Linked DNA regions of Mus musculus: all the other regions are linked to region 4. A link is a contact called in public Hi-C, HiCAR-type and HiChIP or PLAC-seq data. All regions are on one chromosome and are shown on one strand. Each heading gives the region's core, a stretch centred on a gene start, on an enhancer-like site or on the middle of the called end of the contact. The rest is flanking DNA. Distances are from core to core; before and after follow the strand shown. Region 1 holds the start of Atp10a (ATPase, class V, type 10A). Region 2 has its middle 110 kb from the start of Gm39019. Region 3 holds the start of Ube3a (ubiquitin protein ligase E3A). Region 4 holds the start of Gabrb3 (gamma-aminobutyric acid (GABA) A receptor, subunit beta 3). Region 5 holds the start of Nipa1 (non imprinted in Prader-Willi/Angelman syndrome 1 homolog (human)). Region 6 holds the start of Herc2 (HECT and RLD domain containing E3 ubiquitin protein ligase 2).

Evidence for each region. Hi-C and Micro-C count contacts between places; a contact is called where the count stands out from the background. HiCAR-type assays count read pairs that join an accessible place to other places. HiChIP or PLAC-seq counts read pairs in DNA pulled down with a chosen protein or histone mark.
Region 1: a contact with region 4 is called in a HiCAR-type map of astrocytes, with 4 times the contacts expected there. The contact joins the promoter of Atp10a here to the promoter of Gabrb3 in region 4. A contact is called at or near these places in 1 of 39 promoter capture datasets (stem cell-derived epiblast-like cells), 1 of 484 Hi-C or Micro-C datasets (embryonic stem cells) and 6 of 115 datasets of contacts at active chromatin or transcription factors (astrocytes, embryonic forebrain, embryonic hindbrain and 2 more).
Region 2: an H3K27ac HiChIP or PLAC-seq map of stem cell-derived neural progenitor cells shows a contact between it and region 4, with 12 times the contacts expected there. The contact joins the enhancer-like site here to the promoter of Gabrb3 in region 4. A contact is called at or near these places in 2 of 39 promoter capture datasets (embryonic stem cells and hippocampal neurons) and 6 of 115 datasets of contacts at active chromatin or transcription factors (VIP interneurons, astrocytes, embryonic forebrain and 3 more).
Region 3: a Hi-C map of cerebellum shows a contact between it and region 4, with 2.1 times the contacts expected there. The contact joins the promoter of Ube3a here to the promoter of Gabrb3 in region 4. A contact is called at or near these places in 3 of 39 promoter capture datasets (cranial neural crest, hippocampal neurons and second pharyngeal arch cranial neural crest), 4 of 484 Hi-C or Micro-C datasets (cerebellum, embryonic stem cells and reprogramming fibroblasts) and 10 of 115 datasets of contacts at active chromatin or transcription factors (astrocytes, cardiomyocytes, embryonic forebrain and 5 more).
Region 5: a HiCAR-type map of astrocytes shows a contact between it and region 4, with 5 times the contacts expected there. The contact joins the promoter of Nipa1 here to the promoter of Gabrb3 in region 4.
Region 6: a HiCAR-type map of astrocytes shows a contact between it and region 4, with 3 times the contacts expected there. The contact joins the promoter of Herc2 here to the promoter of Gabrb3 in region 4.

The regions. Positions count from the first base shown.
Region 1 is chr7:58,656,525-58,660,578 of GRCm38.p6, reverse strand. It overlaps Atp10a (ATPase, class V, type 10A), which reads right to left and starts at 2,377. Exons shown (of 21, transcript NM_009728.2): 1 at 1,664-2,377. The coding sequence starts at 2,124.
Region 2 is chr7:58,842,565-58,846,859 of GRCm38.p6, reverse strand. No RefSeq gene overlaps it. Among named protein-coding and RNA genes, the nearest start is that of Gm39019, 110 kb to the right of the region's middle. Within about 2 kb of position 2,564, at least 251 of the 459 cell types and tissues checked have an H3K27ac peak or open chromatin away from gene starts, as enhancers often do. A contact at or near this core is called in VIP interneurons, astrocytes, embryonic forebrain and 4 more, where this site is marked.
Region 3 is chr7:59,226,606-59,230,461 of GRCm38.p6, reverse strand. Ube3a (ubiquitin protein ligase E3A) reads right to left here and starts at 1,712. Exons shown (of 11, transcript NM_001033962.2): 1 at 1,191-1,712.
Region 4 is chr7:57,589,577-57,593,787 of GRCm38.p6, reverse strand. Gabrb3 (gamma-aminobutyric acid (GABA) A receptor, subunit beta 3) reads right to left here and starts at 2,615. Exons shown (of 9, transcript NM_008071.3): 1 at 2,433-2,615; 2 at 2,216-2,307; 3 at 1,950-2,017. The coding sequence starts at 2,512. It also overlaps a transcript of Gabra5 not described here.
Region 5 is chr7:56,017,431-56,021,652 of GRCm38.p6, reverse strand. It overlaps Nipa1 (non imprinted in Prader-Willi/Angelman syndrome 1 homolog (human)), which reads left to right and starts at 2,053. Exons shown (of 5, transcript NM_153578.3): 1 at 2,053-2,244. The coding sequence starts at 2,085.
Region 6 is chr7:56,048,846-56,052,751 of GRCm38.p6, reverse strand. It overlaps Herc2 (HECT and RLD domain containing E3 ubiquitin protein ligase 2), which reads right to left and starts at 2,597. Exons shown (of 93, transcript NM_010418.2): 1 at 2,450-2,597; 2 at 1,804-1,896. The coding sequence starts at 1,875. Gm34121 (predicted gene, 34121) reads left to right here and starts at 2,702. Exons shown (of 3, transcript NR_166588.1): 1 at 2,702-3,010.

The DNA.
Region 1 (4,054 bases), core at 1,128-3,627, 1.1 Mb before region 4:
GCCATGTCCAACAAGGTAAGCCAGAGACAAACAATGAACTGAACTACAAATGATGGCCAAGACATCATTTTCTTCAGGGGTGCTCCAGCTGATGAACAGAGAGCTCCAAAGGTGATCTACCTCCATGTGGATATCCAGGTGGGGAATAAAGGGAGAAAGTTCACCAGGAAACCCTGGCTCACATCAGAGCCTTGGGGTTCTGAGAGATGACTTCCATCAGAAGGAAGTAACTCTCAGGTCACCAACCTGGGAAGCAGCCCCTCAAGGTCTCTTTTCCACTGGAAACAAGTTTTGGCCAGAGGGGGATAGTGGTGGCCCACACCCTTAACCCCAGCACTCAGGAGGCAGAGGAAGGTAGATCTCTGAATTAGAAGCCAGCCTGGCCTACTGAGTGAGTTGTGGGTCAGACAGGGTTACATAAAGAAATTGTCTCAGAAAACAAAACAAAAAACAAAAAACAAAAAAAAAAAGAAGAAGAAGGAAGGAGAAGCTGCTGGTCCCTGTGGTTGAATTAGGGAAAACCTGGAAGAAGCTGAGGAAGAGGGCTACCCTGTAGGAGGACTAGAAGTCCCAATTTCCCAATTAACTTGGACCCCCGAGATCTTTCAGACACTGGACCACCAACCAGGCAGCCTACACCAGCTGATATGAGGCCCCCAACACATATACAGCAGAGGACTGCTGGGTCTGGGTTCAATCAGAAAAGATGCACTTAACCCTCAAGAGACTGGAAGGCCCCATGAAATTTAGAGGTCTGGTGGGGTGAGGGGTGGGGACATCCTTGTGGAGAAAGGGTGGGAGAAGGTATGGGATGTGGAAAAGTCGAAGGGTAACCAGGAGGGGAATAAAATCTGGAGTGAAAAATAAATTAATTAACTAATTAATTTTAAAAAGAACTAATGAAAGAGAAAAAGAGAGAGAAGGAAAGAAAGAGAAAGGAAAAAGAGGGGGGGTGGAAGGAAGGAAGGAAGGAAGGAAGGAAGGAAGGAAAGAAGGAAGGAAGGAAAAGATGGCTCGTGGCATGTCCCAGCACTGGGGAAACTAAGGAAGGAAGCTCATCACTAGGTCATCACCCTGAGCTACATTGAGATCCTATCTCAAAAACACTGCAGCAAGGTGGAGAAAGAAGAAGCCTAAGAAAAGGAGAGGCAAAGGAGGACAGAGGGAGAGAGAGGGGCACCGGCAGGGTCAGGGAGAAGGAGCAAGGAGACTAAAAAATGGTACCCAGACTGTGGCGGGATCATAGCTAACTTAAATGGATGGACTGTTGTTTTTGCCTGACCTTCAATCTAATCTGTGCCCGATGAATCAGAACTTTTTGTCCCAAAACATCTATTATCTAAGACCAAGCTATAAATTCCTGTGTGTTAAATGCCATGGTGACTTGGCCAAGGATTGAGGCCAGGACTTCAGGTGATCATATTCTAGGCATAGGGTAAGGGCAGATGTGGATGAAACTAAACACGTGCAACCAGATGCCAACCATTGGTTCGTTCTAGTTTAGAAATTAAGTTTAGTGCTAATCTGGAACAGGGGACCTGTGTGCACCCCTGCATCTTTGAGGATGAATGATTTTCACCTGGCCCAGGCTACTCCGCGGGCCATCCTGGACTCGTGCAAGTCACACTCAACACCCTTTTTTCGGATGCTCAGTTTGGCTCACCTGCTGAAGACAAGGCAGCCCAGGTGGTTGATTTCATGGTCCGAGCGGTGTCGGCTGTAGTCCTCCCACAGGTCTTTGATGGCTGTGACCGCCAGAATGAAGAGCACAGGCGCCAGTGCCAGGCCCGGCTGGAAGGCGTTCACAGCCGGCACAAAGTTGAGCAGCGCGATGAAGACGAAGTACACATTGGCTAGGCGGTGGAACTGCTCGAAGAGATTCTTGGGCAAGAAGGACAGCAGCGTGTACTTGGTGGTCTTGAGGCGGTTGTCGGCCAGGTGCTGGATGCAGCCGCGCATCAGCAGCCGCTCGCCCTTGGGGGCTCCGATCGTGGAGTCCTCGGTGCCCAGAGGCGGTAGCAGGTTGGAGCGCACCGTGCGCGTCCTGCCCTCCCAGCGCCTTCTTCGCGGCCGCCGCCATCCCGAGGATGCGGACTCTTCGGCCGCCGGGAGCTCCCGCTCCATGGCCGCGTGTCGCCGCGCCCGGCTCCTCTGCCGCTCGCGCCAGCCTCCTAGGTGATCATCGCCCGCCGCCCGGGCGCGGCAGCGCGGACTCCCCTCCTGCGGGACGCACAGACACCACAGTCAGCGTGCCGAGCCCCGCCCAGCCCGCGCAGCCTGTCCAGACTTCCAGGTCTACTAGTCCCCGCGGGCAGGAGGTCGCGGGCCGGCTCGGCGCTCTTCCCCTCGCAGTCCCCTCCCGCCACCCAGGCGGCCTGGGCGGTTTCCGCCGAGGTGGCTCCTCTGCCCCGCCCTCACTCAGCGCCCAGATTCAGATTGGGCGGATAGCGGGAAACAAAAAGAGCCCGCGCTGGAAACTTTAGAGAGCTTTACTTTCGTTTCTCTGAGGCATCCAGTTTAGTCCCAGAGAGTTTGCAAACTCACTGTGCCACTAAGAGAGGAAGACTGAGTATCAGTTCGCCCCATCCCCTCCTAGCCCGCGCGCTCTAACTAGAGCAGACAGACTTGATCCAGGACCAGGAAATGTTGTCTGGAGAGCTGGTTTAGGACCTCCTCAAGGCTGGGTCATTTGAAGTTAAACCCAGAATCCTTAGTATACCGATTTTCCAGTTTCCAAATTATGTTTTGAAAAGCGCATTGCCACCTAAGTACTCTCCATAAAGTCACTATTTCTGTCCCCCCCCCCAAAAAAAAACAAAACAAAAAAAAAAACAAAAAAACACCCTACCCTCCAGCTTGCACTTACTTTCAGATATAATTTTTTGGTGAACTGGAAATTTTCTTTTTCTAGAATTACCTTCAACATTCTTTGTTCCCCAAATAGGACTTTTTTTTAAATTTCTTCATAGAAGAGAAGATTATAATATAGATCCAAAGAAACATTTGGGTCACTGTTTCCCTGCCTGGTAAACAAGGACTGAGATTCCCTAGGGCAGTTTTGTTCTAGAGATCTAGAAAAAGACTGGGCAGAGAGGGAGCCTGATGGGCAGCTGAGGGAATGTGAGCAAAGGGTTCCTTTCCTGTTGATGGGAGAGAGGAGTTTACATACATTGAATATTGGGAAATTGAAGGTGACTTTGGAAGGAGCTGGGAAGCATACTACAGGTGAAGTAGGGGCCCACAACTTCCACTCCGTGTGCCTCTTTACAGATACAGAGATGAGAAATGGGGATATTTGTGGTCTAGGAGAGCATGGCTGGCAAATAAATGAGAAATAACTTTGGGGTACTTTGTGTTCAGATTTGAGGACCTTAGCCTCTTCCTTTAACAGGCTAGTCCTTCCTTTCTCTCCCTACCTCAGCACCATTTGCTAGCTTTGGGTACTTCCTCTGAGGGTCCTGATCTGGCTTTACTGAAAAATCACTTGTCTTTTCCTATCCCTCTTTTTGGGTGTCCAACCTTGTGCTCCTTGGTTCACATGCTACCCAGCTATTGGAGGTTATCATCCTTGACCAAGCCCATAGTAGTCAATAGAATCCAGCATTAGAAGAGTAAAGTAACAGCTACGGAAGGAAGGAAGGAAGGAAGGAAGGAAGGAAGGAAGGAAGGAAGGAAGGAAGGAAGGAAAGGAGGGAGGGAGGGAGGGAGGGAAGAGAGAAGGAATGAAAGGGAAGAGGAGAGGAGAGGAGAGGAGAGGAGAGGAGAGGAGAGGGGAAGGGAAGGGAAGGGAAGAGAGAGAAGAGAAGAGAAGAGAAGAGAAGAGAAGAGAAGAGAAGAGAAGAGAAGAGAAGAGAAGAGAAGAGAAGAGAAAATTTCCCTCCCTATCAAATATCCACTCCCAGTAAGAGGTTCAAATTTGAAGGGTGAAACCAAGATAAGAAAAACATTGGGCTAAAGTGTCTGCATTTCCCCCAAAAGAACTCTCATCTCAGGGTTGACAATCCTAAGCCAAAGATTAGGAGAAAATCCAGTCTTTAACACCTGACTCTGCTTT
Region 2 (4,295 bases), core at 1,315-3,814, 1.3 Mb before region 4:
GCTTGAAACTGATTTTAGAAAGCAGAGAATAATACTCTAAAGACGTCTAAAGTCATCGTACTGTCTTCCTTGTTCCCACTTGCTCTGCTAAAATACCCAAAATATTCCTTCTAGAATTAACACAAGGAACATAGCCCTGTTTCAAAAGAATCTTGCCATGGCTCTGAGGTTTCCAATTCACAAAATTAATTTCTCACTGCGATTTGCAAATGGCCTGTTTTCTTTCTCTGGGTGTATTTACCCACAAATGAGAAGTATAACCACTGCCAGGCATATAACTAGCGTGTGATTCTTGTTACTTTATCTGTCTATTCACCAACTTCCAAACATTCATGTGCAGGGAAATGTTTAACAGTCATACTATGGTGAGCAGGCTGGACTAATTTCACTCTGTATAGGATTTATAATCTAAGAAGGAGAAATTTAGCTTTATAGAGTGTACTTGGTGGACCAAATGAAATAGATGCAGAGATGGCAGGGAAGAGCTCTTTCTGTGACTGACCACTATGTTGAGAAGACTGGCCTAATCACACTCATTGGGCTCCAATGTGTTTCAGCAGCCTAGACTACAAGCAAGCCCCCAGTGATGCTTAGTTATTAGGCCTATAGGGTTTCAAGCCTACGAAATGTCTTCTACAACTAAAAAGAAAAAATACCCTGTGAGTTGAGAACCTTCATCACCACATATCAGTGTGTAGTGGTTTCTACCAACATGAAGAAGAGGTGTCCATCGACTTGAATAGATACATTCCCCCCCACCCCCCCAAACTGCTAACAAATGTTTAGTGTTTCTTTCAGTTATAGATGTGGATTTTAAGCTACTCCACTTTTAACAATACTGATCGAGGTTACCTAGTTGAATCTGAATTTTATAAAAATGAACAGTATTTTAATATAAGCATGTCCCACATATAATAATTGGAACAATTTGAAATTTAAATGTAGACTGGTAATCCAATATTTTGTCTGGGAAGCCCAAGTTCTGTCTCACTGGTAGTCATCCATGTCCAATTGTATCATGGTTATTGCAATTATCTTGAAACATTGTCTGTCCAAACTTGCAACAGATAAAACCCAAAGATAGATTATTTAGCTTTTTACTGAGGTACATTTATTTCTGTACAGCAAATTTTATTTGTCTTTTAGAAGCTATTTTATTATTACAACGAAATTGGTTTCCATTGTCATATGATGTATTTAATTTCATGAACTTAGAAACACGAGTCTGAGGGACAGTGAGGGAATTCAGTGAGAAAAAGCACTAGTTGTACAAGCCTGGAGACATCAGTTAAATCCCCAGAACCCATATAAAGATAGGGGGAAAGAATGACTGTGTAAAATTGTCTTTAGACGTCTGCATGCATGTTAGGGCATGTGTACCCCACTCCTGATATAGCATACACACACAGAAACTAATGATAATACTAAAAGTAATTTTTAAGAGAAATATGAATCTAGGAAGGATCAACTCCAGCATTGCATCCAACCTTTAAGCACAGGCCTCATTGCTTCTTTCAAGTGACACTGAAGTTGGCTTTGCCATGTATTCTGCCAGAAGCTGCAGGGTCCTGCTCTAGCCCTGAAGAGTAGAATATCAGTCTTCACAGGCCGGACTTCAGCAGTGAGGGAGCAGGCCCTGTTAGCCTCAAGAGAGGGCAAGCAGTCTTGGGATATCTGTGGTAGTTCTGAAGCCTTTTGCTCTCCTGAGGTCTTCTAGGCTGCTCACGCGCAGAGCTGAGAGCTACCTTAGAAGCTGTAGTGGGTGCAGGGTGAAGTGGTATGGAAATGAGGACAAGGATAGAGACTGAGCAGCCTTGAAGAGATGTCAGAAAGGACATTTGGAAAAGACAAACAAAAACAGAAACAAAAAACAAAAAACCCAAACAAAAACTCAATTTGTTCCTTCTAAGTTGATAGGAAAATAGATACAGAGGCAAATTAGAATTATCCTAGAAATTTTTCTAGAAATTATTCTATAAAAATTGGCTACTCACACAAGGGAGTTGGTCTCTACAGGTTCTATCTACCCCGTCTCTGTGCATTTCCGCTAAAGTCATCCTGTTGGGTCCTGGGAGCCTCTTGTTTCCCTCATCTCCCACTGCTACATATTTTTATTCTATTTCCTGACCCTCTGTATCTCTCTCCCATCCCCTCCAGTACTTAATACTGACTCCCCCGCCCTTATTTCCTCCTTATGTAAACCATAATTTGTAGGGGGTTGAGAAAAACTCTCTAAGGTCTACATGTACTTCATTTCTGGGGCTCAGCATTTACATTTTTACACCCTGCAATGCTGAGTGAGCTACGAATGAAAAAAAAATTAAATGGTAATTAAAATAAATGTTAGCTATATGCATATGTATGTATATTCAAGAAAACCTGGGGAGTAAGAAATGGTATTCTTATTCAAAGAGATCTCTCTGGAGCCTCTGACTGGGACCTTCTTCTCTGGTGAGTTCCTAGCCCGCCCGAGGAGAGGGAGAAAAGAGAAAAGGGGAAGCACTGGAGGAGGGAGGAATGAATCAATACAGCTTCTGCCGCATACCAGCAGGAAAGCTGCAGACAGCAGCCCCACGTGACCAGCCCTCTGAGAAAATGAAGCCAAAAATAGCTCAGAGCCTCACACTTCATGGCTGGCAGAGGCACGATTTTTCATCCACCGTTGGGAGTGGTGTTCCAGGGGCTCTGAGCATAGCAACGAAAAAAAATCAAAGCAGCTCAGCAGCTTTGGCTTATTCTAATCTGTGCACTAGACAACAGCAAATGCTTGGGTGTTTTCTTAACTCCAACGCCCATCCACAAAATCTGTACTATGTTTGTGAGGATCACAAGATAGCCCTTGGGGACGTTTATCAGGGGAAGGATTTCTGGGGCAGGCTCCCAAAGATATTCTGCCTTGTGTGCAGAGAGTGCTGGAAAATACAAGATGCCCCTGGAGTAGGAGAAGACAGCTGTACCTTTAGATGTAGCCAAAAATCCAGCCCCCTTTTCAATACAGAAGAATATTATATTATAATCATAGATTTCTTTGAAAGCAACAAAGCAATGTATGTCATCTTAAGCAATAAATTATGATGGCTTGCTTCCAGGGCATGATTCCAGAAAAAAACCCAGAGGAGGGGATTTTGATAATCTTACAGATTCAAAAAAGTTAAAGGTTATATAGCATAAGAAACCTTCTTTTATAAAGCTACTTTAAAAGGCATAATGTAATAATGTATGCTTAGAAAATCCAGTCCACTAATAAGCTGGTAGACGCTGTGCACTTATTTGTTTGTTTGTTTATAAATAAATAGGTCCCATGAAATATGTATGTTTCCTGTTGTGCAATGGCACTATTTAATACACAGATGAAAACAAGTTTTGACAATCATAAAAAAAAAACACCCTTAATTAACCATGAAGAATACAGTTTCCTCTCTCTGGTGTTCTCAGAAGGATCCTTACTCACTCAGGGATAACAGGAAGACAATAAACACCTGAAAAATGAACAAGCAGGTGCCATGAGGAGGTAACTGCTATGGAGGACATAAAGCATGCACTCAAGGGTGCAAGGTCAGGCCTGGGAGCATTTCTAGGGAGGCTAGTTGAAGGGTTAAAGGCAGCTCTTCTAGAGCCTGAAAGCTGGAAGAATGTTGTTTTCTCTGAGAGAAGGCAGGGGCTAAAAATAGCAGGACTTTCCTCTATGAAGTTCAAGTCTGATGTGTTTCCCACTCTTGTGAGCCATAACACAGGACAGAGATTTATGACCACCTGGGCTCTAATGGGTTATTTTGAGCTTCCGAGTCAGGGCAGACACATTTGTTGCGGAGCTAATTTTATAGGGAGATAAATTCTCAGACCATCTGCCAGGGAAACATGCTTTGTGTCAGTTAGCCATGGAATGAGAAGGGGGAAGACCTGCAGGCTGATTTCCCAGCACATGCAGCTTTTCTACAGGCACTGGGGAGTGTTGGGGGAGAGGTAGCTCTGTGCCAGAAACTTCTCTGTGAAAAAGTATAAATAAGAGCCAAGATAGGTAGGGCTTCCTGAGTATCGGCACGGTACAGCTCCCTCTCTTGTGAAACAGCCATTGAGGTATAGTTAATGACAACCAGAAAGACAAAGCACTTCTAGCAGAAGGGTCTTCATTGTGCACCCCACATTCTCCTTACCTCTGAACAGCTCTGGTAACTCCTCACATCTTAGTTTGTGCAATGAGAACTCAGAACAAGGAATTGGGCTCAGCAGCTGGACGATACCTTCAGCCTCCTAAGTAAAGGTGATCATGACTCCACAGTGGACAGAGATGTGAG
Region 3 (3,856 bases), core at 463-2,962, 1.6 Mb before region 4:
AAGACAAAATTTTCCTTTTATCTCTCCTCAATTCTAAATTTACATAATTTACCAAAAAGATATCTTAAGAGTATTAACTAATCTGAGGTGTGTCAAAAACATTCGTCGTGTCTCTTGTCCAATAGGGCTTTGATATTTAGCTTTTTAACAGCTGTATTTCTTAAAGTTCAGGCCATCTTTATTTCAAACGCACTTCCCTATCCAAAACATTTTAACATAATCTGCTGCTTCTCCCAAAACCATGGGTTATACGAATATCCTTCACGAAGTAAGATAATGGTGGATAACACATCCCATATACTATTTAGTTAACATTTCCAACAGTACACTAGCTATTTAACGCAATCCCAAAGAGATTTTATACTGTTCTATTTTAGCATGCTCAAAAGACATAAAAAAAATTGACGTAAAATTGTCTTTAGAGGATTCTTCTAAAGCTGATAAAGTCTTATTAAAATTATACTTTCTATTTTTAAGGCTAACGCAATTATAGCACATTCAACTCTGATTCTTCCAACAAAAAGCCTCCGCATCAAAATGGGGAAAACGTCCTTTTCATTTTCTCAACTGAAAAGGGGGAGGGGAGAAGAGGAGGAGGCCAACTGCTTACAGGTTTGCATTGAAAATTAACACAGCAGTTTCTGAGGAATCAGTAACTCACGTTCAACTACTGAATCCTACCAGAAGCAGCACACGAATAAAACCAGAGCGCAATCCTTGGGCTTGAGGTGCCGCTTCATCCGTCTTCCTTCCAATCCACCCCCAATACCCCAACCCACTAAGCACACATCTAAATATGTCTTCCCCACCAGAGCGCCCCTTTGGAGGAAAAGGCCTGCCTTTCGCAGCCTGAAGCCACGGCTGGCTCTCCGATCTCTGCTTAGATGAGGCCCCCGATCTCGACGCCCTGCACGTCCGCCCCACCCCGGGCCCACTCGGGTACCCGTGGGTGACAAAACCCTCCCTCCTGCGTCCAGCCAGCACTGACAGTTAAGGCTGCAGCAGCCGCAGCCACCAGGGCCTAGTCCTGGCACCGGCCCCTCCAGACCACGCGCCCCAAGCACTCGCTCACGGAGGCGGGTGAGGGCCCGGCGCCTACCCTGTCAGCGCGGGCCGGAGGGTGACGAGGGGACCGGCGGTACAGACCAGAGGGAGCGCGCCGGGCAGGCCGCAGCCGCAGCAGCACTGACCTGTCCTCGCCCCCGCGCGTGGGCTGCGGCCCTCGCAGCTGCGGCCGCCTCACTGGTCCTTGTCGCCCTCGTCCACCGCCGCCGCCCGCCACCGCCTCGTTCCCTTTCGCTGGCGCCACCGCCGGGTCTCATGCGGGACCCGCGCTTCTCCTCAGGAAACCGAGGCCGAGAGGCCAGGCGCCTGGGCAACCTTGAAGTCGGCGCTGAAGCGCTGCTGTCGCGATCTGTCCACAGTGGGGGGCGAGGGCGGCGAGCAACTCCGAAGAGAAGCAGAAGGAGGCGCCACCGTCAGCGACAGGTCGACGGAAGAGAAGCGTAACGAGGCGGTGAACAGCTGCGTGGCCCGGTGCGCGAGCGAGAGAGCGAGCGCAGGAGGGGCGACGAGGTGCTGGCAAAGACGAAAGGCCCTGTCGTCTCCTGGAGTCACCCAAAGAGGAGCGCCACCATCTTGGGAGAAATACGGATCTCGCGAACGCAGCACTGGACGAGAGGACTAGGTGGGCGGACCGAGTATCCCGACAGGCAGCGCGCGCCAACCCTGCCGGGCGAGGGCTCGGAGTCCGGAGGCGGGATGCGAGGCGGGGTTGCGCGTGCGTGGGATGGCGACGGGCTCTGCCCCGCCCCGATCGCAGCTCTGTGGGGCCCTCCTCTAGCTCGCCTTCGCCTGCGGCGCAGGGGCCTTTGGGAAGGGGAGATGGCCTTGGGCTGGGTGGAAGCTGGCCAGCATCGTCGCCATCTTGAGACTGGGCTGAGAGAGGCTTGGTGTTTTTAGCCTCTGCTCCTTTTACTCAATCTATAGACCAGTGTGCTTCGGTGTACTCGCGAGAGCGGACAGGTCTACCCAGCCTAGCAAAGCCCAGGAGTCAGAGGGACGAATAGGCCAAGAGGGTGTAGCCTACTGGCGGCACGAGGAGGCATAGAAGCGTTTTGTTGCTAGAGCTGACCCTTACGACTTTTCATCCGAACTGTCCGAGTAAAGGATTCAGGCGTTGAGATTGGGCAACCTTTCAGCAAACAAGGCCATCAGCCTCTGCCAGAACATGATATGTCACTGGCTTACCAGACTAGTAGGTAAAAGCCCAGCCCCTCCTGTGTTGTCTTCCAGTAGATGTCAACTGAGAAGAAACCGCCTTGCTTGATCACACGTGGATAGAGACTAATTTTGATTTACAGAACACCCGAACCCTGTTAGAGCCATGTGACTTGTTGGTACCGGAGTGAGGGTTTAACTTAGGTTTGTTGTTAATGATTTTGACACTAAATTATTATAAAGACTAGCTGACATGTTATTTCCTGGCTTGCAACTTAGTAAGCCTTAATCATCTAGTGCTCAAAATGTAACAATCACATGTATTAATGTGCTTTTCTGTTTATTACAGCTCCTATAATGTGTGTGTATGTGTGTGTATATATATATACACATCATATATATATGAAAGATCTCCCCACTATAAAAAATATTTTTATTATTGGTTTTTCAAGACAGATTTCTCTGTGAAGCCCTGGCTGTCCTGGAACCCACTCTGTAGACCAGGCTGGCTTTGAATTCAGAGATTCGCTTTCTGAATGCTGGGATTAAAGGCTTGCAATTTTTTAAAATTAAAAAATAATAGGCGTGTGTGTGTGTAAACTATTACAGGATAAATAATAAGTGCAACTGTTATATCAGATTTTAAGATACTTTAAATTTTTTCTATTCTTTTTTTTTCTCCATCCATTAAAGATCCTCATTTGGAATACCATTGTATTATATGAAAGGGGCCAGTAATAAATGTAACCCTTTAAAGAGTTATCTTTGCAAACTATTTAAATACAAAACCAAAACTGAAAATCATTAGACTGCTAAGAAAAGTAAAGTACATAAACTGTTGCAGCATGTGAAGACGCTTTCAGCTATTCACTCCTAAATAAAAGTCTGAAAATGAAAGGTCATGGTCTAGTCATGTGAATTATCAAAATGTAGCCAGCAGCCCAGACTTCTAAAAAGCTTAAAAGTTTAAAGGAAATACATATCCAAGTGCCAGTCAAGTTCTATATGGAGATCATGGAGAATACTAATTTCTCTTAACAATCTGAAGAAATTATTTACTTAATGTTCAATATGTATTCTTATATGGGCCTCTGATGTTCAGGACTTCATGTATTTTGATTTATCATTTTTAAAATTTAGAAACATTAATGCTAGACATAAAGGTACATGCCTGAAACCCCAACATAGGCAGGAAAATCTTGAGTTCTATGGCAGGCCTCACTATAAAAAGAGACTATCTCAAAGAGAGGTTGAGAAGTCAATATTTATGCTAAAAATTATTACCATGAATGATTCCTGCCAACATATTTGTATACTTTTCATAATATTTTTTCATTTTTCAGACACACTTTCTAGGAAAGGCTACTTGGTATCTAGGTGTGTAATAAGGTCTAAATGAGCCTCAATAGTTTGAAATATTTTCTCATTTCAAATGTAAAAGAACCATGCAACTGTATAAGCATATTCATTCTTTAAACAAGCTTAGTGTCTACTATTTATTTACTCAGAACAACCTGAGCCTTGTAAAACAATACAAGAAAATCTCTGTACATATCTTCAGTAAATCGGTTAAAGAGGAAATCAGGCCTGTAAAAGTTTTTTAGAACCGTTGAGCACTTGTATGGTTTTCTGGGTG
Region 4 (4,211 bases), core at 1,366-3,865:
ATACACTTTAATGCTGTTCTATATTGAAACTTATATCTTCAGTTCATCTATCAATAAGTCTAAAGAGAGAACACCTTCACTCATGGACCATGAACAAAGACAAATAAGTGATATGTTTACATGTATCAACCGTCAACATAAAATCACAATAGTTGGACAATGAAATCATAAAATGTGCAATGGTCTACACTATCACTCACCCTCATTCTTCTGATCTTTTAATACTGCGTGTTCTTATAGCACCATTCAATACATTTGGCTTCCGTTTGACATTCAGTGATGTTTGACATAGAGACGCACTAAATATACACGTAATTAGTTTTCTCAAGTGATCTTGTAATTCCCCACTGAAATTGTTCCAACAGTGGATCAGGAATAAGTGAAATTGCGCCCACCAGACCATAAAATACACCTTTTGGACAAAAGTATATTGTAAAGCTACAAAAAAGTTCAATGTGCATAATGTTTATTTTTAGTGTGCACTAAAGTCATGTCCCTCCTGTGCTACTATGTTTCATGTTGTACTACCTGGATACACAGATGTCCCCAGTGCTATATTTTAGAGGAAAAGAACAATTTAAAAATAAGAACAAAACAAACAAACAAACACTGTTGCTTCTTTTTTTAAAGTGCTGGAGACCAGGACTGTTTATCAAAGTCAGGACTTGGTGAGTGTTAGGTAAGTATGTGCTATATTCCTGAGAAGTCCAGCCCCTCATGCTGTAATTAATTCTTTTTAGAAAATTATGAAAATAAGTTTGGTGGAATATGTTTTTCCTATAAACCTCAAAATTTATTTATTTAAACATAAATCTTATAATGCTTAAAGAAAATTATTCTCATTTATTTGTACAAATTATAGCTCTATAATTTATAGAAAAGTTTCTCAAAATATTGTGCACAAAACACCTGTTTTAAAATAACTTGAGCTACTGTCCTTAAGTGTGAATACCCCGGCACTCCACTCTAGCTCATGTCTGTCAGAACTCCTTGGACTGAGTCACTGGAGAGTATGAGTTGAGAGCAAGTTTGCCCATGTGATTCCAATGTACATCACGTTAATAAGAAAAACATACAAACTCATATTCTCAGCATTGTTTGACCAAAAGAAAAGTTGCCAAATGATTGTTCTAGAAAAATATTGCTTCCAAACACCCATTCTTAGAATTTTTATAGTTCCACTTAACAGAAAAATGAAACCTGTTTCCTAAAGTCAAGGCATCACTTAGCTACTTATTTTCTGGCGCATTAAGGGGGGAGGGGGAGCACCGTCTCAGCCTGTAGGGCTACTGATCTCCTCTTTCCACATGTCAGAATATTGACTCTTGTCAGCACATACATAAACCCTGACACTGGAATGCCAATCTTCCAGAGCCCAGGCAAAGCCTCCCTCCAGAGCGCGGGTCAGGGATCCGTCAGCACCTAGGACAGCGCCCGGCGGAGGAAGCCGGGCCTCTAAACAGAGGCTGAGGCTGGGACACCCACCAAAGAAGCCTCTAGACACATACTACAACCACTTGCTCTTCTCTCCTGCGATCCGCAGCTCTTTCCAAATGACAACAAAGGAAATCCTAAGTACCTTTCACCTGGGGATGCAAGCCGCCCCCACACCCAGTCTCTCTTCACAGCGCTCAGCGCCTGTTGCTAAGGGAAGGGAGAAAGCACTCTGGAAGCCTCGCGACCAGGTGACAGCTCTCCTGAAATGCCTGGGTGCATCGGGTAGCGCTGAGGATCCGGACTCTGGGCCAGTCTAGGACCCCGCGACAGGCCCGGCGCCCACGAGCGTGCAGGGAACAGGGCGGGCAGGAGCCCAACGCCAGAGAGCGCGGCTTCCCCTGCGGGCCAGGAAGCCAAGGCCGGTTCGGGCCTCCAGCCCAACAGGGGAGATTTGTATGGGCCCAGGCGGCCGGATAGGGCCTGGGACAGCTTGGGGAAGCGCAGGCACTCACCATGTTGACTTCAGAAACCATGTCGATGCTGGCGATGTCGATGTTCATCCCCACGCAGACTGGGGGACCTGCGGGAAGCGCAGCACACCGTGATCAGCCAGGCTCCAGCAGGGGGTACGGGTGGCTCTGAGGATTGGGGGGTTCGCAAAGGACCACCCACCCCACCCCGCTGCAGCTCCGCGGAGGCCGCCCCCGCCTCCCTCTCCACCCAGACCGCCAACACGGTGGATCGCGCTTCCCGCAGCGGTCGCGCGCATCCCACTTACCCCCGAAGTCGGGTCTCAGGCGAATGTCGTAGCCTTTCAACAGCTTGTCGACCGTCTCCTTCACAAAGGACATGTTCCCGGGGTCGTTTACGCTGAAGGAGGGGCACATGGCACAGAGAACAGGGTCAGGCAGCGGCTCACCCGCCAGCGCCCGGCGCGCACACAGCGCGCCAGCTCGCGCCCGGCCCGCTTCCCGTCAACCCACCAGCGACCCTACCTCTGAGCGCAGCAAACCACCGCCACCAGCACCGGGGCCGAGAAGATGCCGAAAAGCCTTCCTCCCGCAAAGCCCCACATCCCTTCGCCGCGCCCCGGCACGGGGGAGGGGGCGCCCCGCCGCCGTCGCGACCCGCAGCCGGGGCTGCTGCTGCTGCTGCCGCCACCGCCGCCGCGCTGGCCCGGAGCGGAGGAGGCGGAGGGGGAGGGGGAGGAGAGCAGGGGGGAGGAGCGGGCCGGGAGGGAGGAGCCCTGGCGCGGGTGCGCTGGGCGGGCGGAGGCGGGGGCGGAGCCGGACAAGAACAGCACCCGCCCCCTATGGGTCCGCGGTCGCTCCGGGGCGCCGGCGCCCTCCCAAGCCGCGGCAGCGGCCGCACCGGACTCCCGGGGAAGGGCTTGCGTGCGGCCGCAGATCCGCGCTGGACACTGCGGGCGAGGGCCACGACTGCGTGGCGCCTTGCAGGGCGGGGGATGGGCCACGGAGCCAAGTCCTCAGAGCTTGCAACGGCCGGGCGAAGGATGGGGCCCGGAGTGCAACGCACCGGCACCAGGGACATAGGAAGTGCTCCACATCCCTCGCCCTATCCCACCCTCCACCTTCAACCCCCGCCCTGCTCAGCGGGAGAGCCAGTGGGCTTCACACCGAGCCTTGGCGCTCTGCCTGGTCCGGATCCAAGCTGCAGAGCTCTGAGGTAGCCTCATCCTCACCTGCTGGGCTCAGATCCTCGCGTCCCCAGGGTCCAGGAAAGCCAGATTGGCAGCAGCAGGGCCTGGAGCCCGGAGCACATGGCGCTGCTCCTCTAGCCTAACCTGAGTGGGAACTGCTCCACTCTACCGTCACTGAGCTAGGAACCAACGGCGACGTGGGGATCCCCGCCTCCCCCTACCCCGCCCCTACCCCCACCCGCGGGCTTTCCCGCCTGACCCATCTTCCAGCCCTTTGCATGGCGGCAAGATTATCTATTTATCAAATATGACTATGAAAAGCAGTCTCCTTAAGCTGTGCCTCTCCTGCAAAACCAAGTGAGTGCCGAATCCTTCCTGCTCACATAAACGCATTCATAATGAACCGCAAAGAGAAATCTTGTCGAAAAACTGCAATTCAAGCCACACTTAAGAGACCCTAGCTTGTCATTATGAAGATGAGAAATAATGTGCCTTTTCTGGTGCAGACCAGATACATCCACCCTTATTTGAAGGTAAATATCTTTGTTTTCCTTGTGACAGGACTCCATTCTTTAGTAGTCATTAGAAAACTGCTGGAATATTGGTCAAAAACAAGCACCAGTTGGTACACACTCTGATTTTATATCGCCACTGTTCACTCGCTAGTGCACATTCCACCTGTACATCACTAGAGTACACCCACTGGTGCTTGCCCCACCCGTGTGTCACTATTGTACACCTAAGGAGTGCCTACTCTCCTGTAGACACGGGTTGCCTGTTTTTCTATAGTTAAACCATGCGTCAAACAGGGAGCCCCACAAATCAGGTCTGTTTCTAATTTCTTTAGTTTAGGCGTCCAGGATGCGGTGAGTGCATAGTAATATATGACTATTTTCCAGTATTGGCTCGGTTTTTTTCTCCTATATCTTTTTTTTTTCTGTTACCAGATTAATGTAGGTAAATATCTAAATCTAGACTTTTATTCTCAAGCTGGCATTTTTTATGTGTGCATTAATTTTAAATATCTCTGCTTTTCTGAAAATCAGCAGTTTTATTTATAGAACTGTAGATGTGACTGCATTACCTGGAAGGTTCAGAGATAAATATAGCTCCC
Region 5 (4,222 bases), core at 804-3,303, 1.6 Mb after region 4:
GACACTTCATATAAACTTTTATACCTGTCTTCATTGCAGCTTAATTCACAATGGTTAAAAGATACAAGAAGGAGCTGAAAGATGGCTCTGCCATAAAGAGTACTCGCCGCTCCTGCAGAAGACCTGGGTTTAGTTTTCAGCAGTCATGTGGCAGTTCACAACTATCTGTAACTCTAGATCCGGGGAAACCAGGGCCCTCTTCTGACTTCTACAGGTATCAGGAACACAACTAGTACACACACACATACATGCAGGCAAACATACAGGTAAAAATATTTTTAAAAAGAGATGCAGATAAATTAACAAAATGCTACATATGAATATGACTGAATACTACTCATGCGTAAAAAAGGAATGAAGTTGTTAAAATTAAATGTGGTACAATGTGTTTCAACCCTGAGTATATACTCCAAGCAATAGGCTAGTCACCAGGGACATTCACCATAATGTGAAACAGCCAGAATAGGCAAATTCACAGACACTAAGAGCTAATTGCCGTCTATCTTGGCTTGCGGTGATGTAGAAATGAAAGTGATGGAAAAGTTTCCAAAGAGAATAGTGGCAAATGCAGCTGTGCACTGGGAACATAACTATTGCCACTGGAGTGCACATATAAAAATGGTTAAAATAGTTAGGTCACAAAGCAGGCTGACAATATCCGAAGACAACCGCTCACACCAGGCCAGGTTCTTACCCAGTGAACAGAAAGGTTATTATTGAGTACACAGGAACCTAAATTCAGCGTTCCTCAATTTCTGGGGGACAGAAATTCCCTCGCTCTTCCCTGACCTCAGGGAAAGGTCACCTGGTTTCTGATCAGCTCAGTCTGTAAGAGATCCAAGTCCCTACACCAACTCTCAGACTGTCTGGCCGGCAGGTCTCCTCCCCATAAATCTGACAAGGCTCATTTGGCAGGATGCTATTCTCCAGTCTGAATCAGCCTGGCAGTTTGTCCCCAAAAAACCATCTTACTACCCTAGTTCAGTGGTTTCATTTGCCTCACTGACAGAATTGGTGACTTTTATGAGTAAATTATCACCCGGAAGGAAACAACGGTAGACTGGCTTAGTAGAGTGTTGGTGGGGATGGTTTTTGAAGACAGGGTTTCTGTGTAGCCTTAGCTGTCCTGGGACTCGATCTGAAGAGCAGCCTGGTCTTGAATTCACAGAGATCTGTCTGCCTTTGCCTCCTGGGATTAAAGGCCTTCAACACACTGCGCGGCTAACCATTCAGTAGTTTCAGTGCATAAATAGTCCAATTTTATATTGCTTCGGCAATAATACTGCGTTATAGAGTTTCAAAAAGACATGTATACTTCCTAAACCAACTTTTTTTTAAATTAAGTTTTCAATATAGCATGATTATAGAATAGAGAAACAAACACTTGGAGCAACCTAACAACCAACAATCTGATGAATGGTTTGATACAATATATTTTCATAGACATCACACAGCTATTAAAACAATAATTGTGTGATAACATGGAAATAGATTGCTACATAACACTCAATAAAAGAGAAAAAAATGTGCATTGCCTTTGAAAGCGTGGGAATGGCCCAGAATACTTAAGTGAGAGTTGGCGAAGTGAGTCAAAATAACTTTCCCTTATAATCTTGATATACTTTATTAAGAATTAAAATGAAACACTACAGTATGATCACAAGGTCAATGATCCAGAGTGAAGGTAGCGGACCTCCCAGGGAGCAAAGCAGCAAAGAAGAAAGCATCTCTTTGGTAGTACAGAACAGAGTTCCTAGAAGACCTGAGCTCCTCTGGGGACAGCTTGACCATCCCCACCAGACGCCCTAGGGCTCTTGGTACTGCAGAGCTTTCTGCCCCAGGCGCTGCACCAGCACGCTCTACGGAATTATTATACTATCCACACAGACCGCAGAAGCCTTTCGGCTCCTCCTCTGATCCCACTGCATGCTTCCCATCCACCCCCTAAGCTCGCTCCCACCCCTGTCTTACTTCGCAGTCCGACCCCGAACTCCGGCTCCCTCTCTGCCCCGCCCCGCGCCGCTCCTTCTCCAAGCCCGTGGGGCGCGGCGCGCGCACGCGCAGCGGAGGGCGGCGCGGGCGGCATGGGGACTGCGGCGGCGGCTGCGGCGGCCGGGGAGGGGGCGCGCGGCCCGAGCCCCGCCGCCGTGTCGCTCGGCCTGGGCGTGGCTGTGGTGTCCAGCCTAGTGAACGGGTCCACGTTCGTGCTGCAGAAGAAGGGCATTGTGCGCGCTAAAAGGCGAGGTAGGGCGGGCCGAGGTCGGGCCGGGGTCCGCACCACGCGTCTGCCGGTGTCTGTGCACAGAGCACGGGCCGGCTCCCCTGGCTACCCCGCAGGCATCACCTCCGCATTCTACGCGGTCTCCTTCTGTCTCTTCTCTGCGACCGGGGAGGCCTTATTCACTCTTTCAGGAGCCCTTCACCGGACATCTTGCCCCGTTCCTATACCTGTCCAGTCCTCCAACCCCTACCCCGCAGCAGAGCATCGGGACAGATGCTCAGCTTGGAGCCCTATGCCCAGAGGCCCTCACTCACCTACTGTCAGGCAGAGCTTCCTATTCATAGGATCCAGAGGTGGGTGGAGCCAGGCCTGCCTTTCACTTAGACTGGGCCGGGGTGCTCTTGGGAGAACACTTGGTGGTGTGAAGAAGTAAGGGTGTGTGGTGGGTCCAGAGGATGTACTGTCTTCATTGAGGTGCCCACTGTCACCTTGATTGCAAGGTCTGATCTTCCCGGCGGCTTTTGCCCTGGGATCCTTAGATAACTTACCTGTGGTTGTCTGAAGTGTCTAAAGCATGAAGAAAACATCAAACAGGCATGCAAACGGGCCCCCCTACTGAGGATGCCCTGGGTCAACCCATCATCAGATATCACTCCATAGTGATAGGGAAGTGGGATAAGGCACAGAGACCTTCTTTGTCCATGCCATGTCATTGTGTTGAGAGGCCTGTGACAGGCACTGCATGTAAGAGGCAGAATACTTTGACGGGGAAAGTAAACATTGCTTTCAGAGAAACCAAGAAAGGCTTGTGGTTGGAGCCACAACCTCAAGGGCTCTAGGGGTAACGAGCTGGTTGCCAGTGTATGAGAGGTAAATACACTTACTAGTTCCAATTCCAGAACACGTTTGAAATTTTGACTAAGCTGTCTGGGTAGCCAGGAAGCTTCAGAAAAGAGACAAAGAACTGAAAATATTGAGCGAAAGTACAAAACCAGTAATGCTTATTTAAATAAATTTATTTCAAAATGAAAGCATTGCAATCCTAATAAAAAACCAATAGGATCTCCCAAGCCTGCAGATGTGTCTGTAATGTACAAACACATCTGGTATACATTAGGCAACTACGTTGGAGACTGTCAATGTGTACAGGCACTAAAATTGGGCAAAAGTGTTTGTTGTGACAAAAAATAAAAAAAATATATGTGTCTGTTATAGGATTGAGTAAGATGGGTACTTTACTTGTGTGGTATTCTTGCAAATCTCACAACACCAGGATAACCGTGAGAGCAACATGACAAAGTACACAAACAACAGCTGAGGAACATCATACAAAATACCTGTCTGGTCTTCCAATCAAGGCCATGAAATCTGAGGAATTCTCAGAGCCAGAAGGAATCAGAGGACACATACCTCTGGAAAAAAAAAAAAAAGTGTATTTACCTCTCATACACTGGCAACCAGGTCGTTACCCCTAGAGCCCTTGAGGTTGTGGCTCCAACCACAAGCCTTTCTTGGTTTCTCTGAAAGCAATGTTTACTTTCCCCGTCAAAGTATTCTGCCTCTTACATTAGAGGAAAACAAAAGGAATTTGAGTACAGACTTTAGTTAGGAAAAATACATTAATAAGATAAACCAATTGACTAGCAAGAAAGAGTGTGTTATTTTAGCTCAGTTTTTGTGTTCAATTAGAAAACAAAGACTAACCTAGAATTGTTTTTGAAGTTCTGGGTCAATTAACTACCCAAACCAGTCATGGATGCTTTTATTTATAACAGTGTACTGTATATTATATGTATGTATATATGTATGTACTTTAGAAAATAGTCTCTTACTGTGTAGCCCAGGCTGGTCTCAAACTCTCGATCTTCCTGCTTTAACATCCTGAGTAGCTGGGATTACAGGTATGTGCTACCACACATGGGTCCGTACTGTGCCTTTAAATTAATAAAGAGAAAATGTAACCTTCATTAATTTTTTTATTTTGTCACCTTCCACCAATTG
Region 6 (3,906 bases), core at 1,348-3,847, 1.5 Mb after region 4:
GTGGAGTTGACTAAGCAGGTAAGTCATTGCCAACAAAACCTGACAACCTGACTTTAGGTCCCTGGAGGTCATATAAAAGCCAAACTCAGCGCAGTGTGTCTGTCATCTGTTTTCCTACAGGATGGCAGGAAGCAGAGGCAGGAACATTTCCCGTGGAAGCACGCGGCCAGCCAGGCTGGAGTATATACACAGAGATCCTGCTGCACACACTGCGGAAGTTCAGGACTCACACTGGGGTTGTCCTCCAACCTCTACACACATGGACGGCACATGCACACCTTCCAACAAGAACACACTGACTCACATCATATACACACAAAAATAAGTCTTTAATGTTTTTTAAAGTTTGTCTGACTCTCAGTATTTCAGATATAAAAAAAAAAATCACTTATTTTTCACCTCTCCAATCTGCTTACAAAAGACAAAAAGAAAGCAGACACTAACAGCTAAACTAAAAGAAGTATTTAAACAACAAAGGTTAAGAACTACCAAAGTACTTTCAATCCCTTAGCTCAGTCCTATTACAGCACACCATGAGCAGCAAACCTAGTATCTCCAACAGTCATCTCCAGCAGTCCTCAACACTTGGACTCAGATCTATCAGCACTCAACCCTAGTTTAAAGGGAAAAGGAAATCAAGAGAAGGCAATAACTTTCCATTTATAAAACTCCATAATCAATCGCTGCATACGCTGCCTTACAGTAGTGATTGCTGATAATAAGCTATCCGTAAGACTGTTACAAAAAGTCGATTGTTTGACAAATATTTAATGTGTTCAGCATCCTCGCCTCGAAAAGGAGGAAAGAATACACAGACAATAGAAACATCTCAGACACTTTTTTTAAGCTGGTGATATCCAGATCCAAAAGTACTCTTCCAAACTATTCATAAACAACAGTAGCTTATAGGGAACCATCTACAAAAATTTTATTGTGATCATTTAGTTAATAATTTCCTGATAACACTTGTAATTACTTTATTAAACATTACCATCACAAGCCAGCATTCTGTTTCTCTTGTTCCTGGTGTGAAAATCTGAGCATTTCTCTTAATTACAGATGACATATAAAACCAACAGCTCATCTAAACTGTCACCTCTCCGGGAGAACAAATACAAAATCGCAGAAAATGCTAACTACATATCACTTTCCTGCTTCCCTGCATAGTATCAGGACATACAAAATCAATAGCAAAAATATCAGGACATGCCTTTCATCCCAGGACTCAGGATGCAGAGGCCAGCCAGGCACAGTGAGTTAACAGGGAGACCCTTTCTAAAAATAAGAGGGGGGAAAAAAAGAAAAAGAAACAAACAACAGTCAAGTCTTGATTAAGAATGTTGGCAGGACCTGGGATGGAGTTCAGCTGGTAAAATACCTGCCTAACTATACCACATAATCCCAGCAAGGTGTTAAGGTGCTGCAATGCTAGCACTCAAGAGGTGGAGGCAAAAGGATCGGATGTCAGGTCATCCTCACCTACACTGAGGAGTTCAAGGCCAGCCTGGGAATATGAAACCCTGTCTTAAAAAAATAAACAAATAAAAATAAGCCTCCAGAATAAAAATACTGAAAAATTGCATAACTGGATCTCAAGTTTCTTGCACTTACAACTAACTTCAATTAAGCCACAACCACATAGCATCTCTTCAACAGTCATAATAAATGTCACATTGTAAATTATAAGAAATAATCTTCCTAAGACAAGATCTAATTGCCATTCACTCACACATTCTCCTCAAGCAAACATTTTTTATAGAGACAGGAACACACAAAGAAAAGAGAAAACCATGTTCACCCCACCTGGATATCTGTTTTCAACCATTTGGAGTCAAGGCGAGACTGGGCAGCCAAACAGAAAGACTCAGAAGGCATGTTTCCTCCGGGTGGTCAGACCTGCAAGTCAAACACAAACGCTGGAGCCCTCGAGCTTCTTTAAACTGCTATTTACACCATCCTGCTGTTTAACGCGGCCGAGACAGAACATAAAACAGGGAAGGAGAGCTGGGGGAGGGGACGAGAGGATGAGGGATGAGAGGGAAAGCTGGCCCCAGAACGGGAGAAGGGAGGGAAATACCACTTCCAATAGAGGTAGAGTCGCTGGGATTTCCCAATACGCCGGCCGGACCTACAGTGGTCACCGGCGACCACTGCACAATGTCATCCCACTCCTTTAAATCCAAAGGGACACACACAGACACACGTCAGGAAAAAAAACTCACTATCGCAACGACAAATGACACCAGTGTGCATCAGCCGCTATACCTACAGCAGTCCGGCGGAGTGTGGTAAATAAACAAAAGTCATGTCTGCAGATAAATCTACAACAATCGCCTAAATACTAAAAAGACAGCCGTGACTGCGCGGCCTCCGAGGCGCACAGGCCCTGGTTCCTCCGCGCCAACGCCCGCCTTCCGCCCGCCGCTCTCCGGGCCCCGCTCTCCCGGACCTGGCGCCGCCCGTCTTCGGCCCCTCCGCCCTCCTTCGGCCCAGCTCGGCCAGCCCTGGCGCCGCCTGCTCCGCCAGCCGGCTGAGGGAACACTCCCTGCAGGAGCCGGCCGGCGCTCGCGATCCAGTCTGCGGCCCGAAGCGCACGCTGACGCATGGCTGCGCCCGCCCAATAGCGCAAGGGTGAGAGACGGCTTCAGCCAATGGACGAGCAGCGTCGCACGCCCCTCCCCCAACTTCCGCTTCCTTCAGCACGACTCAGCTTCCTTCTTGAGACTCACCCGCTCAGCGAGAGCCAACCGCAGACGCCGGGAGGTGGGACTTGTGCGCACGCACGCTGGCTTGCCCAGTCCCAACCCTTCCCAGACTGTGTTTGCTTCCAGGGACCCGAAGTTGGTAAGGTATTTGCAGCGGGACGAGGTTCTCGAGGCTCCCTGTGCTTTAACGACAGCGTCCTTTTGGCCTTTGAGTCAGTGGACAGAAGAGGAAATTTAAGAAAAAGTAATTGATCCGGGCCTGGTAGTACTCGCCTTTAACCCTGGCACCAGGAAGGCAGAAGCAGGTGAATTCTGGGTTAAGAGACCCTGGGGGAATGGGGGTGCGGGAGTAAGAAAAGAGCAATTAAAATCACACAAAATATGTTCTCTGATCATCATGGAATAATCAAATAACTACAAATAAAACATAACATAATCTTCAAGCATGTGGAAATTAAACTTTTCCATGAGAAGGCAAAGAAAGGACTTAGAACATTTGAAATAGGAACTGGGTGCGATTTGTTGTTTTAAATACGATGGTTCATTTTTTTCCCACGTGTTAGAAGGCAGCAATGAGGGATATGCCACAGTGGTATGGTGGCCCAGTTGCAACGTTAAAATACCTGTCTTTTGTCATCCTTGGTATGTATCTTCAAACTCACTCCCAAGGGTCAAGGGATTTGCCATAGCTCAGACATCACATCTCTGTTTCAAGCAGCAGGAAGCAGTATAAAAGATCCACAGTCTATCACACCTCCCAAAGACTGTGTGACTCTAATTTACTTCTGCTTCAACTCAAAAGTATCTGAACAAGGTTTCAAATTCAACCACATCCAAAATACAGTTAGGGTGGACAGGGCTTTGAACCTGAGGCATGACAGCATAATTACCAGTAGAAGGTAACACCCGAGGAGGCATCTCTGGCCCTTAGGCTCCCTTCTCATGCAAGACACCCTTCGTCCCTCCACATACTGAAGCATGTTTACCTACGTACATTTTTAGAACTGTGTCTGCTAGCTCTAAAAAAACGATGTTTGTAGTCCATTTTGTGTTGCTGTAACAACATGACTGAATAATAAATACAGGCATTTGTACCTCACACTTCTGGAGGCTAAGTCTAAGAGCATAGCACTGGTATCTGGTGACGGCATTTCTGATGTTGCATAGCATGGTATAGAGGCAAGAGAACCCATGTGTGGCA